Regions from separate parts of the Mus musculus genome. Here region 2 is linked to region 1. The links are chromatin contacts, called in public HiChIP or PLAC-seq maps. All regions are on one chromosome and are shown on one strand. The core of a region is the stretch at or near the end of the contact, and the rest is flanking DNA. Distances in the headings are between cores, read along the strand shown. Region 1 overlaps Sf3b3 (splicing factor 3b, subunit 3). Region 2 holds the start of Pdpr (pyruvate dehydrogenase phosphatase regulatory subunit).

Region 1 (3,140 bases), core at 7-2,506:
TTGTGTCTCAACTGCCTTTCTAATGCTAGTAAATTTGAATTTTTCCTAACAGCTCCTCTGTTTTCTTTTTTCCAGATGAGTTTGATGCCTACATCATTGTGTCTTTCGTGAATGCCACACTTGTGCTATCTATCGGAGAGACTGTGGAAGAAGTGACTGACTCTGGCTTCTTGGGCACCACTCCAACCTTGTCCTGCTCCTTGTTAGGAGATGATGCACTGGTGCAGGTGAGCGTGCACCTCCTCAGCGTGCCTTGGCCGTCCGTCCTTTGCCCATCCTTTGCCCATCCTTCTCTTGTTTTGTGGTGTGCTTGAATTCATGTTTCTTCATTCTCACCTTCCAGAAAACCTGAGGGGAGGGTCTAATGTCTTATCAACATAAAAAGGGGTACTGAGAATTCATCCCTTTCAGGCTTTGAATAACTCGGCAGTTAGGAAAATTTGAAGCCTAACATTTCCTCCCTGTTGGTCATTCCCTATCACTGCTTTTCTCATCTTTATCATTAACATGTGGGCTTGGGACCTTTCTCAACTGAGGTGGCAAAGCATGAACATTTCAAAAACAAGCAGTGCCTCATTTGTGTGGTCCCAGTGTGCCAGTGTGAGGGCCATTCTGGGTGACAATCAGATTGCTAGTTAGATGTTCTTCTTTGACTGACTTCTAGGTGTATCCAGATGGCATCCGACACATACGAGCAGATAAAAGAGTTAATGAGTGGAAGACTCCCGGCAAGAAAACGATTGTGAAGTGTGCAGTGAACCAGCGACAAGTGGTGATCGCCCTGACTGGGGGAGAGCTGGTCTATTTCGAGATGGATCCTGTATGTTACTTGTTTTGTTCTGCTGGCCCTGTGTTATCTTCCATTATGGTCCTTGGGGTGGGGTTCTGTTGTTGTGCTTAGGCAGTGTTGTCAGTGTATGTATCTTAAGCATGCATGGATTCACAAGAAAGAGAATTGGGACTCTGAAGTGTCCACAAACAAGACAGTTTGGCCCCTTTTTTAAAGATTAAGGACAAAAACTAGGAAATCTAATTCAGATTACAGATGTGAAATCTCTTGAAAGCCAAATAGCTTGTTTTGTACCTCATCCTCATCTTCTAGTGAATATTTGGTAAAGAATTCTTTTATTTTCTTCTGTCTCGTTTCTCTTTTTTTGTTTTTTGTTTTGTTTTGTTTTGAGATACAGTCTAATGTAGAATTCTAGGCTGGTGACTCACAGCAGTCTTCCTGTCTCAACTTCACAAGTGCTGTGATTAGTCATGAGTTACTATTCCTGATTTTGCTATTTTATATGAAAATGTATCCAGAACTTACCTTCTACAGAAATCTCTAGTAGACTTGACATTTTTGTTGTTGTTTTGACTGTGTTTGAATTGGCTTTGGTGTATTAGGAAAGGGTTTTGTTTTTGAGATGGTCTCATGTAGACTAGATTGGCCTTGACCCTGTTCTTCTGTCTCCCTTTCTGTTTCCCATGTGCTAGAATTATAGTCTTGCATTACCACAGCTGGCTTTGTTCAGGGTTCTCATGATGAGAACAGATAAATGGCTTTATATATTTGTTTCTTGGTCTAGGATAGTGTATATTTATGCTACATCCTGCTTTTTTTCTTTCCCTCTGGGGCACTAACCTGTGAAGTTGATTTTGGGATCTGAAATGGTGAGATTCTTGGTCACTGACTTACTAAAAAGTGGAGTGAGATATAAAACAGTGTTAGCAGTGTTGCTCAGTTGATAGATCTCTAGCACTGTATAAACAGGGTGTGTTCAGACCCTTTGTAATCTCAGAACTCAGAGGAGGCCATGGTCTCAGGTTCATCCTTGAACGTAGCTAATAATAGTTACATGAAACCCCATCTCAGAAGCAAAAAGAGGGGTGAGAGGAGGCAAAAATAAAATTAAATTTAAAAAAAGTCTTAACAGCCCATCTTCCTTTCATACATAGTCCAGAGCTACAGGGTGAATTGTAGCACACAGACCTATTTTGTTTTTCTTCCTGTAGTCAGGACAGTTGAATGAGTACACGGAGCGGAAAGAGATGTCAGCAGATGTGGTGTGCATGAGTCTGGCCAACGTGCCCCCTGGAGAACAGCGATCTCGGTTCCTGGCTGTGGGGCTGGTGGACAACACTGTCAGAATCATCTCCCTCGACCCATCAGTGAGTGGCATTCTTAGTCTTCTGGGTGGGCCCTAAGCACCTGGCTCCCTAAAATCTGTGTCTATTGTTTTTCTCTCCTCTCCCCCATCTTGTCCAGCAGTGAGATCCTAAGCACCCAGTGTGGTGAGGTGTATGCTGCTGCCGCCTTTGATTCCCATAGCACACCTCGGGATGTTTAAGGATGTTGATCTGTGGCTACTATGTGTTTCTTCCTCAAAAGACTTGAATCCCTTTTGTAGTGTTTTAGATTCTATCTATGTTGTTCATGTTTTGCTTGCATGTTTGTATCAGGAAGTATCCAAGCCAACATGTAGATCCTGGGAGAGCAACAAGTTCTTTAAACCACTGGAGCCTTGCCTTCAGTTTAAAATCCTAAGACTGGTGATTAAAAAGGAATTTTACTTATTATAGGGCCTAATATGACTTTCTTACTTTGACCATTATCCACTTTGACAGAAATAAACAAGAGCTCCCCAAAACTTACTCTGAGATTTAGATTTAATAAGCATCTACTGTCTCAGTTTTCTTTTGGGGTTTCCATTTTCCTCAACAAAGATCCTCCTTCAATCCTAGCAGATTTCTGTGAGTATGTGTTTTCCAGAATTGTCTCTTACAGCAATTTTTCCTCCCCACTTCTGTTCCTTAGGACTGTTTACAGCCTCTGAGTATGCAGGCTCTCCCAGCCCAGCCTGAGTCTCTATGTATTGTGGAAATGGGTGGGACTGAGAAACAAGATGAGCTGGGTGAGAGAGGCTCTATTGGCTTCCTGTACCTGAACATTGGACTACAGGTAAGATGTCCAGGGGCTCACATTGGTGTAAGGCCTTCTTTGGTATCTATCAGCCTGTTCTTTATCCAGTCTAAGCATTTTCTTTGCCTGTAGTTCTAGATAGTCGCCTTGGGAAACTCATCATCTAGTGCTGTCAGAGACTGATTTTTCTCAACACTTAGAACATGTTAGGCAGGCCTGGAAATAGCACACA
Region 2 (2,886 bases), core at 249-2,748, 270 kb before region 1:
ATCCAATGCCTTGACTTTTGTGGACATCAAGCGTGGACATGGTGCACAAACGTACACATAGGCAAAACACTCATAAAATAAAATGTGATGAAGGGGTCTGGCAGTAAAAGCAAGCAAGTTTCACAGGAAAAGGAGGTAGAGCCAGGAAAACAGACACTGAAGACTGCAAACTCATTCAAAGGAAAGGTCAGGAAGTTTTGCATTTTCTTGAAATTCGTGAAAATTAACGGTATCTCTACTAGTAAGAGTAACTTCTAAACAGCCTTAAGACCCAGACTGATTGTGCTCGGATCCTACACCAACAAGCTCAATCCTGGAGCAGTGCTCACACCTGAAATTCCCACCACACTGGATACTGAAACAGGAGAAATGCCCAGGTTCCAGGTGAGCTGGGGCCACAGAGCAAGACTCTGTCTTTAAAAGGCAGTCACAGGGACAGTTCTAACAACTCCTGAATGCTTCCTCTGGTAACAGCATGAGCCACAGGTCACAAAGAATGAAGGCTGAATGTACATTGACGCATCTCCCACACATAACTCGGAGGAATCACCAGGGCAAGTTTACAAGCAACAGAATGACCCTCTGAACAGTTTGATCATGCAAGTTCAGGATGCTGTAATTTTCAACAAATGCACCGTTGGCTGAGAGAATTTAAGAAAAATTATACACGTCCCTGACGCCAAAAAGAGGACCCTTGGGCCGGACGTGGTGGCGCACGCCTTTAATCCCAGCACTTGGGAGGCAGAGGCAGGTGGATTTCTGAGTTCGAGGCCAGCTTGGTCTACACAGTGAGTTCCAGGACAGCCAGGGCTATACAGAGAAACCCTGTCTCGAAAAACCAAAAAAAAAAAAAAAAAAAAAAAAAAGAGGATCCTTAAAGGACGTCTTTATAACTAGACCCTCTACCACATCATCATCCCTACAAATCAAGATTGCATAAATGTTCGAAGTAGGCTTGGAGACCGTGGACTCGCACCTCGGGATCACACACAACTGTCACCCCAAGTCACCCACTGGAAACCCCACGGCCCTGACTAGGTCTCTGACAGGAGTCGGTGAAGCACAGCCGAGCCGCACATTACAAGGTGGGAAACCATTCCACCTGCAGAGACGCGGGGCCACCTCTGGCCGTGACAGCAGTGCGCGCGCGCCCGCCCGAGCCGCAGCCCGCCCCGAGGCCCGGTCCGCCGCCCTGGGAGAGCCGGCGCGCAGTCCCGGGACGGCGGGCGCGGCTCCCCGAGGCCCGCGCAGCTCCACTGGCTCAATCCCGGCGCCCGACCGGTGGCACCGCCTCAGAGACCCGGAGGGACGGCCGGGAGCCGGAGCCCAAAGCTCGGACGCCAGGGGCGTGCGGGGCGCAAGAGTTCGCGGGACCAGAAGGCCGCCCGGACCCGCGGGTCCTAGCCGGCTTCCTACCTCACGGGCCCGCGACTCGCGGGCAGCGCGCTCAGCAACGCCCGGCGGAAGTGAAGGGCAGCCCAGCCGCTGAAGAGGGTCTGCGCCGGCCGGAAAGGGGGCCAGGGCATGGGGACGGGGCGGGACGCGGAGCGCAGAGTTCCGGGACCGCGGGGGGCCTGCGACCTTCCGCGCTTTACGGCCCGCGGCAAGGGTAAGGCGGGCGCGCGCGCCGACGCGCCGTGACGTCACCGCGGCGGACCGGCCCGCACGTGCGCTTGTTTGGGTCTCGCCAGGCCCCGCCCCTCCCGCGCCACCTCCGCCTCCGCCTCCGCCTCCGCCTGGTTGACGACGAGTGTGCGGGGACCTGCCAACGTCCTCCGTCCCCGCTCCGGGTCTCCCGCCGGCCTCGGTGTGTGGGCAGTTCGGGTGATCGTCTGCCGCCAGGCCTGAGCTCCGATCCTGCGCGAGGGGTCCGCAGCCCAGAACCACATCTCTCTGCCCGTGGTCACCGTTGTCCGTCCCTGCACGTCGCTTAAGGCCTTTCAGTGCTTGGCTTGGGCAGAAGTTGTACTGTGGGCCTGGCCGCACCTTGGAGGCCGAATCAGCTGACCTTATTTCCCATCTTACTCCTTGCGGCTGCCCAGAGGGAAAGCATTGTTCACTGGAGCCTCAGAAACATCTTCTGCCTTCCATCCCCCCACCCCCGCCCCCAACTCTCAGCCACATCCCCTAGTTTCTTTCACAGCACTCGTTACTAGATTAAATATATGTGTCTCTACACTGGTGTAGACGTGGCCCTCAGATATCTTGAGGACCTAACCTTACTCAGGTGCAGCTTCTCAACACCTTCACCCCGCGCCTGGCGCACACCATCCAATCATCCTTCGCACAAGCAGCAAGCGAAATGGTGTGCTTTAGTTTAGCCTATCTTGTCTTATGAGCTAGTCTTGAACATTATTGCTAGGCTGTGTACCTTGGTGCTGTCTTGAGCGCTCTGACTAGGAACAAGAAGGCTTCAAGAATCTCCTTTTCATGATGTCATTCATTCCCCAGCTTGCTTAGTTTATACCCAACTCACTAGCCATGAATTTCTCCAAGACTGCCCAGATGAGAACTGACAGTAAGACTCAACTCTACCCGGTTCCTTTTTTTTTTTTTTTTTTTTAGTTTATTTGTTTTATTTAAGTTTATTTGTAGCTGGGCAGTGGTGGCACACGCCATTAAACCCAGCACTTGAAAGGCAAAGGAAGATGGATTTCTGAGTTCGAGGCCAGCCTATTCTACAGAGTGAGTTCCAGGACAGCCAGGGCCACACAGAGAAACCCTGTCTCAAAAAAACAAAACAAAAACAACCAAAAAAAAGTCTATTTGTTTTATTTATTTATTTATTTATTTATGTGTATGTTTTTATAGGCAAAGTCTCAGTCTAGGCTGGATTCAAATAGGTACAGAGGATGACTTAGCTCCTGGTCCTCCTGCCTCCACCTC

The links. HiChIP or PLAC-seq counts read pairs in DNA pulled down with a chosen protein or histone mark.
Region 2: a contact with region 1 is called in an H3K4me3 HiChIP or PLAC-seq map of bone marrow-derived macrophages, with 4 times the contacts expected there. The contact joins the promoter of Pdpr here to the enhancer-like site in region 1. A contact is called at or near these places in 8 of 39 promoter capture datasets (the 3T3-L1 cell line, the C10 cell line, the HPC-7 cell line and 5 more), 3 of 115 datasets of contacts at active chromatin or transcription factors (bone marrow-derived macrophages, embryonic basal ganglia and microglia) and 3 of 9 other capture datasets (adipose tissue, liver and pancreatic islet).

What each region holds. Positions count from the first base shown.
Region 1 is chr8:110,823,182-110,826,321 of GRCm38.p6, reverse strand. Sf3b3 (splicing factor 3b, subunit 3) reads left to right here. Exons shown (of 26, transcript NM_133953.2): 12 at 76-227; 13 at 665-820; 14 at 2,002-2,157; 15 at 2,804-2,947. Among named protein-coding and RNA genes, the nearest start is that of Snord111, 14 kb to the left of the region's middle. Within about 2 kb of position 1,256, at least 28 of the 459 cell types and tissues checked have an H3K27ac peak or open chromatin away from gene starts, as enhancers often do. A contact at or near this core is called in bone marrow-derived macrophages, where this site is marked.
Region 2 is chr8:111,093,357-111,096,242 of GRCm38.p6, reverse strand. Pdpr (pyruvate dehydrogenase phosphatase regulatory subunit) reads right to left here and starts at 1,498. Exons shown (of 18, transcript NM_198308.1): 1 at 1,417-1,498.